2 separate regions of the Rattus norvegicus genome follow, and region 2 is linked to region 1. The links are chromatin contacts, called in public Hi-C maps. All regions are on one chromosome and are shown on one strand. Each heading gives the region's core, a stretch centred on a gene start, on an enhancer-like site or on the middle of the called end of the contact. The rest is flanking DNA. Distances are from core to core; before and after follow the strand shown. Region 1 has its middle 140 kb from the start of Lrrc1. Region 2 overlaps Gclc (glutamate-cysteine ligase, catalytic subunit).

The links. Hi-C and Micro-C count contacts between places; a contact is called where the count stands out from the background.
Region 2: a Hi-C map of the A7r5 cell line shows a contact between it and region 1, with 7 times the contacts expected there. The contact joins two enhancer-like sites. A contact is called at or near these places in 2 of 12 Hi-C or Micro-C datasets (the A7r5 cell line and frontal cortex).

What each region holds. Positions count from the first base shown.
Region 1 is chr8:87,146,299-87,151,709 of GRCr8, reverse strand. It overlaps a transcript of Lrrc1 not described here. Among named protein-coding and RNA genes, the nearest start is that of Lrrc1, 140 kb to the left of the region's middle. Within about 2 kb of position 3,974, at least 26 of the 93 cell types and tissues checked have an H3K27ac peak or open chromatin away from gene starts, as enhancers often do. A contact at or near this core is called in the A7r5 cell line, where this site is marked.
Region 2 is chr8:87,530,613-87,535,644 of GRCr8, reverse strand. It overlaps Gclc (glutamate-cysteine ligase, catalytic subunit), which reads right to left. Exons shown (of 16, transcript NM_012815.2): 3 at 4,420-4,602; 4 at 1,355-1,468. Among named protein-coding and RNA genes, the nearest start is that of Gclc, 23 kb to the right of the region's middle. Within about 2 kb of position 3,779, at least 11 of the 93 cell types and tissues checked have an H3K27ac peak or open chromatin away from gene starts, as enhancers often do. A contact at or near this core is called in the A7r5 cell line, where this site is marked.

The sequences.
Region 1 (5,411 bases), core at 2,725-5,224:
GTCAGAAGGGAACGGCTTGTGAAAGGGCTACTAATGTGTACCTCCAGTGGGGCCGCCACCAACCCTGTCCTGGGAGACTACACCGTGAAGCCTTTCATCCAATGGTTGCTGCTGGGCCAGCCAGCTATGTTTTCTAAGCCACACTCATCCCTGGATTTATTTTTATATCAATAATGTAATGCACAGAGAGAGAGTCGTCATGTCTGTGTTCTAAAGCGTGGTAGCAGAAACAAGGCCAACTCCCCTGTTTACTCTTGGCTGCCCATAAGACAGAAGAACACTGTACAGGCTTCTGAATCCCTCTGTGGACCCAAGCTGTGTCCCTCTATTAACCCAGCACACCCCTCCCTGTGCCCAGGCCTCACACGGGACCACAATCCAGATGGTTTAGATTGTCAGTTCGTGGTTCCTCCTTTATCTGTGTACTGTGAGTTTTGCCTGGTTTTGAACTTCATAATGAAACTATTATCTGTGTTGTTTTGTATCTTGTTCTTTCACCCATAGGATATTTTTAAGATTTATCATGCAGGTTTGTGTAGCTGACCTTCCTCTTCACCCCTATACGAATATGTAAATATGGTTCTGTTCATTATACTCTTGATTGAAATCACGTTGCCTCACTTTTCAAACTGTGTGAATGGTACTGCTGGGATCATTCTTGAGCATGACCTCTGCAGTGTGTCAGTGAGGGTTTCTCTTTACGCTTCATCTTTGGACAAAGGTATGTAGCAGGAGACTTGTGACTGCCTCATTCATGAGGGGCACCAAGGTATTATCCAAAATAATAATAATTGAAAAATTATTTCAATTTTTAATCACGCTCACAGTATGTAATAGTCCCTTGACTTATATCTTTGACTCTATTGTTATATCCAACTTTATATTTTGTATCAATATAATCAGTATAATATGCATATGTGTGAATATTTCATAATACATGCATAAAATAAATTTATGATTTTGTAATTGTCTCTGTTAAAGATTATAAATATTCTATTCCTCTAACGTTCCTACATGTATCTTTTGTATACTTCATAGAACTTATCTATCCTTACTGAATCATAGGTATTGATTTTGTATTATTCGGTGTATTGAAAATGTCATCTCTCAGTTTATGCCCTGTGGTCTACCAGACTTTGATAAATGGAGCATAAGGGAGTTTTTAGAAAATGTAACGCAATCAATGTATTCCTTCATGGCTTGTATTAAGAGATTTCCCTTCCTTTGAAGTAACAAGCAGATACTCCTAGATACTCTTCCAAATTACCCATGGTATTTCACCCCTCAGTCCATGGAGAGAGAGAGAGAGAGAGAGAGAGAGAGAGAGAGAGAGAGAGAGAGAGAGAGAATTGTGTAATACCTCCAAAACTTGGTGACTTAGACACTTCCTCCTGAATAGACAGAGAACACCAGTGCCAAGATTCAGGACAAGAAGCACGGCACCCAGCATGGCCAAGTGTGTCTCTTTAATGGATTTGTGGGAGTATACCAGCATACTAATCAAGCACTTCCAGGGTCATTGGGGCTCTCTGGCATCCTGGGTGTCTCGCAACTTGCCATATAGATCAGGATAGCCTTGAACTTACAGTAATCATCTTACATCTGTTCCCATGTAATGGAGTTTTCAGGCATATGTCACCATGCTCAGCCTTCCGGGGCAGCACTCAACGGTGGCTCAGAAGTTATTAAATGTATAACATAGCTCCCGGGAGAAGACAGGGGGAATGTCTCACTACAGGTTACATGGCAGGAAGGAAGCCTTTGCTCAGACATCTGTGATTCAGTAATTATCCTCCCAGGCCAGATGCAGTTCATCAATTAGGCATCTAATCAGAAAGCATTGTTGCCTCTCAGCAGTGCTCACAGAAAGAGACCAATAGCCAGCAGTACGTATTGGAGTATTGGAGGGCAAAGTGTTTTGTTCAGCCTCTCTGTTCTCACAGTGTGTGTGTGTGTGTGTGTGTGTGTGTTTACAAGGAGTAGGGATCCATTTTCATTGATTTCTATATATTAAGCGATGCGTATCAATTTATTCATTTTCTTTGCTAATCTTCAATGCCCACTCAGGCATTTCACAGGTTTCAATATACATGTAAATTTGTCACTTGATCTCACTCTGACACTCTGCCTCATGCTATTCACACAGTATGCTGTCACAAGCTTTGATTTTAGACGGACGTCTCGCTGTTTGGGCGGATAGGTCCCGTCAAGAGCTACTTTGATCTGCCAACTTGTCTCAGCTGCAGACACAGTTGTGCAAACCTTAATCTAGGTGCTGCCGTGAAAGAACTTTGCATATGTAAGAAGAGTCCCTGATGGGCTGGCCAGAAGTAAGAGGATTATCATGAATGACGTGGGTGAGCCTGGTCAGAGCTGCTGGAAGGCATCAAAGAAGGACAGGTTTTCCCAGGAGAGAAGACATAGTTGGCAGCTTTGGTCTGTTCCCATAGAGTCTTCCTGAGCTCCTGGCTTCCAGTCCTGACAGCCACTCGAGCCAGCACTGGAGATGCTTTTGCTCTGTGTCCTGCGGCCTTCCTTCCTGTCACATGATATATAGTGTGGAAATTCTTTAGTTCTGCTTTGGTCTGACTTTGGCCAACACACTCTTTCCTCTTTCATACAAAGTACAAAGTCAGTTTGCTTTACTGTACAAGAATACATGCTTGGGTTTCCATTCACATTACACTGAGTCTCCGTGCTAATTTGAGTGAGATTGCTCTCTCCATCAAATCTAATCTTCTAGCCTGTGTTTCCCACTTAACTAAGTCTTGTTAATAGTTTACAAGTTGTTAAAAGTTTTCATTTTATCCATAAAGTTGGTAGCTATCACAGACGTCAATTTAAAAACACATTCATATCAAGTGAAATAAAGATATAAAAATTTCACAGCTTGAGGGGCTGTCATAAACGTCTATGTAATGACTACCCAGGTGAAGGAGCAGACACGTCTGAGACTTTCTAAGCGCCCTCTCTGTTCACAGCCCCTTCCCTGCTTGACCTTACTCTCATTATAATACGAACAACACACACTACATTTTCCCATCCTCTAAGATAACCTTTCTTACTCCCCTTCCCAAAGATCTCATTGGTTAGTCATTTTCTTGTGTCCCTAATCTATAACATTTTAAAGTGAATATAATTGACCAAAAGTCTTGGGGAGAGAGAGGGGGGAGAGGGAGAGAGGGAGAGAGGGAAGGAGAGAGAGAGAGAATGTGTTTATGTGTGCAGTATGTGTGTATGTGCTGTGGTGTGTGTGTGTGTGTGTGTGTGTGTGGTGTATTTGCAGGAGGGTGTCTTTGTCTGGTTCCAGATTTTAAAAGGAATCCCTTAATGTTTCACCAATAAGAAAGACATTTTCATAGCTTTTTTTTTTAAGTAGATTAACTTCATCATACCAATGTGTTTCTTGCAGTAATGGCTATTGAATTTTAGTGGTGTTTGTTCTGCATCTGTTGAGATGATCCTGCCGTCTCTGGATCTATGATTGCAAGAACGTCACATTACCAGTAGCATGCCTAACTCCAGTTGTGATGTAGAACCTGGGCGCTCCTCTAAACAAATTCATCCCGACCACAATGAATTGTCATATTTGTATTTCTCTTAACTCATGTCACTGATGAGTCATTGAGGGCTCTTGTTCTCATGCCCATACGTGGCCCGGAATTTAACTTTCTTATAGTATTCATGTCTAGTCTGGGCATTCATCGGTAGACAACTCATAAAACGAATGAGGGCGTACTTCCTGGTTTCTTTTTTGAAGTGGCGTAAGTGTGGAATTATCTCGTCCTTAAGTACACAGGAAAGCTTGCTTCTAAGCTATCTGACTCTTGCCTTTCCTTGTGGGATGACTGTAAATACTGGTTTAATTTATAGGCAGAGTGTACATCATTAGATATTCCTAGCGTGGGAGTGTGTAAGGAGGGTGACCCGACCCAGCTGGCCACCATTGCCTTGCTGGTCTCTGCCCGCTAACATCAGGTGAAATACGCAGAGGCTACAGCGACCCCTAGTGGCCGCTGAAGGGCATCGCTTAAACGGACTGTCATCCTAGCTGGGGGAAGCAGAGGCACAATTCCTCTTATGTCAGAACTGTAGAAAGCCTGCCATCTCCCCACTGCGGTGAAGGCTTTGGTAAAAGAAAGAGGACAAGTAGGAGCTGTGGAGGGTAGACGAACGGACTAAGGAGTATGAGGGCACAGAGACTATGAGCAGGTACATGATGATCCTGGGCCTCACTGCTGCGCCACATTCTGACACTCGGTTGCTAGAGGAGGGGACATCCCAGAAAAGGAGCACACACAGGACCATGGCGCACATGCCTGAGCAGGGCTTGAGGCTCAGTACTTTAATGTCAATTGCACCTTCTTTGCAATATACCAGAGCTCGGCCCACTTTATGTAACTACAGACTGACAGACGTTTTTCTTTCAATATTCTTAAGACATCCTGTCAGGCTTGGGTTTGTTATCCTGTAAGAGCTTCATTATTAGTCGAGCTGTAAATTTTTGGAGGAGTTGCTTTTCCTGTGTCACAGTTTTCTAAAAGACTTTTTCCTACTTGGGTATTTAACAGGTGGACAATCATCTATCTGCCAGGTCAGCATATTCTTCTTGCTGTGGCTTTGTGATCTGAGGCTTGCAGTCTGATCGCCAGCCTGAGACCTTTCTCGTGAATGCTCCCTTGAGGGCTGACTTTCCCCAGTCTCTCAGCCCCCCCCCCCGGTTGTTCTCTGCATCTTCTTACCATTTTCTCATATTTATTCATGAATTCTATTTTCTACAATGTCATTTGTGAGGTATTTTTAAGCCTTAAATTCTACCTCACTGATTCCCTCCTCAGCCATTACCTAACCCTTCACTAACCTACACAAAGCTTCATTTCTTAGAAGTGGTATCTGTTCCCTTTGCAGAAATGCATACTAACATTTGAGAGTCTTTTGCTTATTTCTTTGAGATGCTAAAATGTTTGTTTTGCATTTTATCAGAATCCTAAATGTCTCATTTTTGTGGGTCTTCCGTGACTTCTCACTCTTGGACTTTGTTTCCATCATGCAGCCTGGGCTAGCCTGGAGCTCCTGGCAGTCCACTTTGCCTTGGGTTCCACATGCTGGGCCCACAGGCTCCTGTGCCCTGCTGGAATCACTTGACTGGCTTTAACTCAAGTTGCTTATTTCTTCTGGCATGCCGAACTTTAATGGGCACTATTCTTTTTTAAGAAGACAATTTTGACTGGGAGAAATCATTTAGATTCTGAACTCAAGTGTTTGGCTTAGTGACTACTCTAAGGTAAGTTTCCATGTTGCGCTTGACGTGAATTAGAGACTGAGACCCATTTACTTGTGAGCTGATTTCTAACAGCTTTGAAGGAAAGACTGTCCCACCCCTACCTGTCCACTGGAGGAAAGACAACGGC
Region 2 (5,032 bases), core at 2,530-5,029, 380 kb before region 1:
AGAATGTGAGCACATCCAAAGGAATGGATCAGAATCCTGCCTCAAACTAGAACTCCAGGACAGCCTCGCGGCACATGTGACATGCCACCCCAAGGCTCTCCTGAAAGAGGACTGTAAGCGGCATTTCCTTTGCTCTGTGTGGGGGCCCATCCTGCTTACCTACTGTTAACCCAGGTGTTCTTGGGCAGCCATAGTCTGACTAATTCTAACATTTCTCATGAAAACTCCAATGATTTTAGTCAAACTTAAGAACTTGGGTTTCGGTTTCTACGGGAGCCTCAACTCTTCCCCTGCTTCAGCTCCCCAATTCCAAAGCTCTACCTAATGCATACCTTATGGCCACCGAACGCTTGCATGACTGGTCCTCATTTAACACAATTTAACAGCACAAAGAAAGGGGAAAAATCCTCTCAGATTTTTGAAACTGATTATAAGTTACAGCAACACTTTAGATAAGCTTCGATAAATTATGAAACCAAGATTCACTTATTTCATATGTTAGTATGACTGTGAATTGTCTGGCAGTGCTGTGACTGACATCTGTCCTGATGCCTGCTTTGAACCCTTAGTCAGGACAGGAGGACTTCCTGTGCTAGCCTTTTCCATGAGGGGTTCCTGGGTAGCTTTTATAATTGTCATGATCCATCAGCAGCTCAGAATTTTCTTTTTAAACACATAATAATGCTCGTTAAGCCCAGTACTAGAGAGTCAGGCAGGAGGATGTTTATGAGTTTGATATAGTCTATATAGTGAGTTCCAGGATGGCCAAGGCTTCAGAGACAGACCCTGCCATAAGTAAGCAAACAGGCAAATGAATGAAGGAAGGAACAAATGACAGTCCCCGCCTCAAATAAGCCAAAGAACAAGGCAGTCAGTCGGTCTTTGTCTATCCTTACAAAGACTTTGAATGTGAGAACTGGGGGCCTGGAAAAGGAATAGTGTCCCTCATGTTGGGTCAGGAGCTTCTTTTCAATATAGCCCACAGATAAGATCAAGCTGGTGCCGGACCTGAAGCAACAAGGAGAGTCTATGCTACTGGGGTATACACCTGACCTTGTCAGTGCAGACAGAGTAACATGGGTGATGACAGATTCCGGGAAACAGAGAGGGAAAGGACCAGGCAAAGGAAACCTCCCAATCCATGCGTTTGCAGAATGAGGACAAAAACTGAAAACTAAGGAAGAGGAAAGGAGCCAAGTTGTTTAAGGATGGCTCTCAAATGGACAAGGCAAACCTGTACATAGGAAGCAGCGTGAGCAGATATGGGTCTGCTGTCTCCTCTGAATTCAACGCGTGCTTGAGAGGAATTCAGACCAAATACTGTAGCCCAGACCACAGTCTGAGCCCCACTCACCCAAAGCGGGGGTGCTTGTTTATGGCTTCGTCTGGAAAGAAGAGGGACTTAGATGCACCTCCTTCCTCTGGGTTGGGTCTGTGCTCTGGCAGTGTGAATCCAGGGCAGCCTAGCCTGCAACCAATCGAGAAAGGATAGGTGAGAAATGGCTTCAGAACTGGTTAGCTGCAACTCACTATGGGACTCCTCTTCACTAGCCATATCAATGCTCAAAACTGCCTTCAGCCCTGTTCACTACACTGCTCCAACCTCCTGATGAATATGGACCAGGTCTTCTGGGTATTGCCTCTGCTATCTCCTCAGAAGTCCCTCAAGGTTAAGCAGTGTCTCCAATGTCCCCAGTTTACACCAGAGTGCCCTGGTGTAAGATCCAACCTCATTGTCGTTCTTAACCTTAAGAAGAGTTCTAATTTCAAAACAGGACAGGTTCCACCCAGCCAGGGCAGGTTCCACCCAGCCAGGGCAGGTTCCACCCAGCCAGGGCAGGTTCCACCCAGCCCCTGAGGACAGTGCTCATACTTCCGTCTCACTGAGTAAGGCAGTCCTTCTAAGTCAGTGAGAGCAAACAAGCAGGCTCTTTACTGGGTTCTAGATCAGTAGCCAGAACTACTAACCCAGACCTTATGTCAACTCCCTGCCCTTCACAAAGGCAAGTCGTTGTAGGCAACCCAGCCTGTAAACAGCTGAGACTGCTATTCTCATCTGGAAAGTAGTTCCTCGCACCAAGGCTTCCTGGGCGTTCCTGCAGCCACTGTGCAATCTTTTCTGAACCTGTAAACTTACAACAACAACCACCACCACCACCCTTTAGCTGTGTGACAGACATTAACCTGGGGGGAAATCCTAGCTTTCTAGAACTGGGCAGAGGCAGGCAATTCTCTGAGTTAGAGGCCTGGTCTACAGAGCGAGATCTAGGACAGCCAGAGCTACACAGAGAAACCCTGTCTCAAAAAGAAAAGGAAAAGAAAAGCAAAACTAAACAATAACTGAAGAAAATGAAGAAGAGGAGAAGGAAAAACAAGAGAGAACGGACGCAGACTTTTTGAACGGAACCTATTCAATTCTCTCTAACATAGAAGAAGCCACTATAAACTTTTTTCCAGAGAAGAACTATTCTACACAGAGCCATTAACCGAAGCAAAATACACAATAGAGTTTAACCAAAGACAATGTGGCCCAGAAAGAACAGTCTTTCAATGCTGCACATTTCTTCAATGTCTAAAATGGTTCTGCTTTGTGCTGCCTCCTCCTGCCCCGCCTTAGTTTGCTAGAGAGATGTATAGCTCTCTTATGTTAAGGAGAGAAAGCAAAACGTAAGACATTGCATTTCCAAGTTTGCTAAAAGTTGACAAGCAACACCCACAGCCAATCATGATTCTTAGGCTGCTACTCCATTATCCCAAGGTTTCCCACCAGTCACCTAAGGTCACCTTCATCTGTCCCCTGCTCTCCAGCAGGTTAGCTGATTCTATCACTTTTTTCACTGTCACTGCCCACCATCACCCATGTCACCACAACATTGCCTAAGGAGTGCCCTTTCCCTCGCCTGGCACGCCCTGGCACCCGCTATGCATTTGCTCTCACGCCAACAGCCCAGATGAGGGCTACAAAGCAAACGTGTGATACAATCTACCCAGCCTAGATTCCCAAAGTCTCGAATGCTTTCAGAATAGCAATCAAAGTTCATAACTGCCGGCCTGGCCTCAGCAGTCACCTGCACCCCAGCTTCCTGGTCACAGTGGGTAACTCCCTTTCTTCTTCCCCCCACCAGGCTCTCTCCGTGACTCCTCTTCCCCCAGAGTCCCTCTGCCCCCTCTCCTATGAAACTCCTTCTAGAGTTTTGGATATCACTCCAGTCATCTTCCTGTGGAGAAGTCTCCCTACCCCAGAACCCACAGCCATATCCACACCTCATGCCACTCCTTAATTTCATCATTATATATTTATATAATAGGTATTTGACTAATCTCTGCTGTCTCCTCAGCTCTGATGAGCAAAGCCTCTCTGGGTCTGGCAAAGAAAAGGCACCCAGAGTCTCTGTCTCTAAGTATATGACAAGTGACTTATCTGTTGTATGCAGGAATGACAATAGGGAGGTAAAAGCTATCAATTCCATTTAAAATAACGTCCTTCTAGGATCAATGGTGCATGTTTTCAGAAGAAAAAGCAGCATCACAATAGTTTAGTGCTTTAAGGCTAAGGATACTCAACCCCAGAACTCTTTTGATGGAGGAGGCAGACATCAGCATAGATAAGTGAGCTTTCTGAGCAGAACCCCAGTCTTACACAGGAGCTCTACACTCAACATTGGACATTCGCGGATCCCTTTCTAATCTGAGAACACACTTCCCTATGTTTACTTACTGGTATTCACCGTCCTAACTATTGGTCACAAACCCCCAATCTCCAGCACAATACAAATGTGACTCAGCTTGTTCAGTCAGTATCTGGCAAGAGCACTCCAGGAACAAGTGTGCCCCAAGGTCCTGCTCCCTCCCCGTGATCTCACTTATCTGTGCTAGATATCTGCCAGATTGTGAAAGTATGCTCCCTCCTCCAAGTTCAAAGGCTCTCTGGGGGTTGGGATCCACAGCTCAGAATACTCAGTGAGGTGCTGGAGGGCAGATGCTCCTTCAGGTCGGGTCTGCGAGTACAGCTGCTACAGTCCACTGACAGGAGACTGGGCTCCTCCCCAGTGAGCTGGAGCCACACTCTCCCCACACTGCCACCAGTCACCAGTCACAGGGTCATTTCCAACCCTGTCCAGATGTGTACCCTTACCAGGGCACAGCCCGCCCACCATGAAGCTGCTATGCAATGCTTGTAGCAGTCCTAATGTAAGAATGTATCAAATGTCAGCAGTCCGACCTCCAGCACAAGCCGGTTGGGGAGTGACTCACTTGTGCAGTAGTTCCTTAAAGTGAACTCTGAGGATGATAGTGCTGTACTGTCCAACAGTATGAACAAGTGTAAGAATTGTAGAGGAAAATGAGCAGGTCAGGATTTACTTTCTTCATAACCTCAGTCTGATATTCCTGCTAGAACATGTTAACGTAGGAACTAACCTGGGAAATGAAGTTATCGTGCAAAGAGCCTGATGTTCTCCTAATACAGAAGTAGCCTCCTTCCGGCGTTTCCTCATGTTGTCCTCCACTGTGTTGAACTCGGACATCGTTCCTCCGTACGGCTGGCCAGGTGTCCCTTCAATCATGTAACTCCCATACTCTGGTCTCCAGAGGGTTGGGTGGCTGTAGAGAAGTCATTATGATTTCAGCTTATTCTTTTGCTATAGTCCACTTAATTTTTTTAAAAAAGAGGCTTATTAAAGCTGTAAATTTTCCATTGCTTTTCAACTACTTACGGCTACTAAATGTTGAGTTCAGAATATTTATAAGTTTTTGAAAATGCACACAAGTATTCTGTCTAGGACAAAGCTAGTCCACTCTATAAGGAAGGAAGGAAGGCCTTACAGGCTAATATTGAGGTTCTCAAATGCAGCTTCCCAAAGCGACCAAATAGAAAATGAACTAGAGAGATGCCCCTGGCCCCTCTCTACTCCCAGGTAAAGAAATATTTAACCAGCACTAAAAGGTCAGGTGTGTAGCACATGTCTTTAATCCTAGCAAGTAAGAGGCAGAGGCAGGCAGATCTAAGTTCAAGACCAGCGTGGTCTACAGG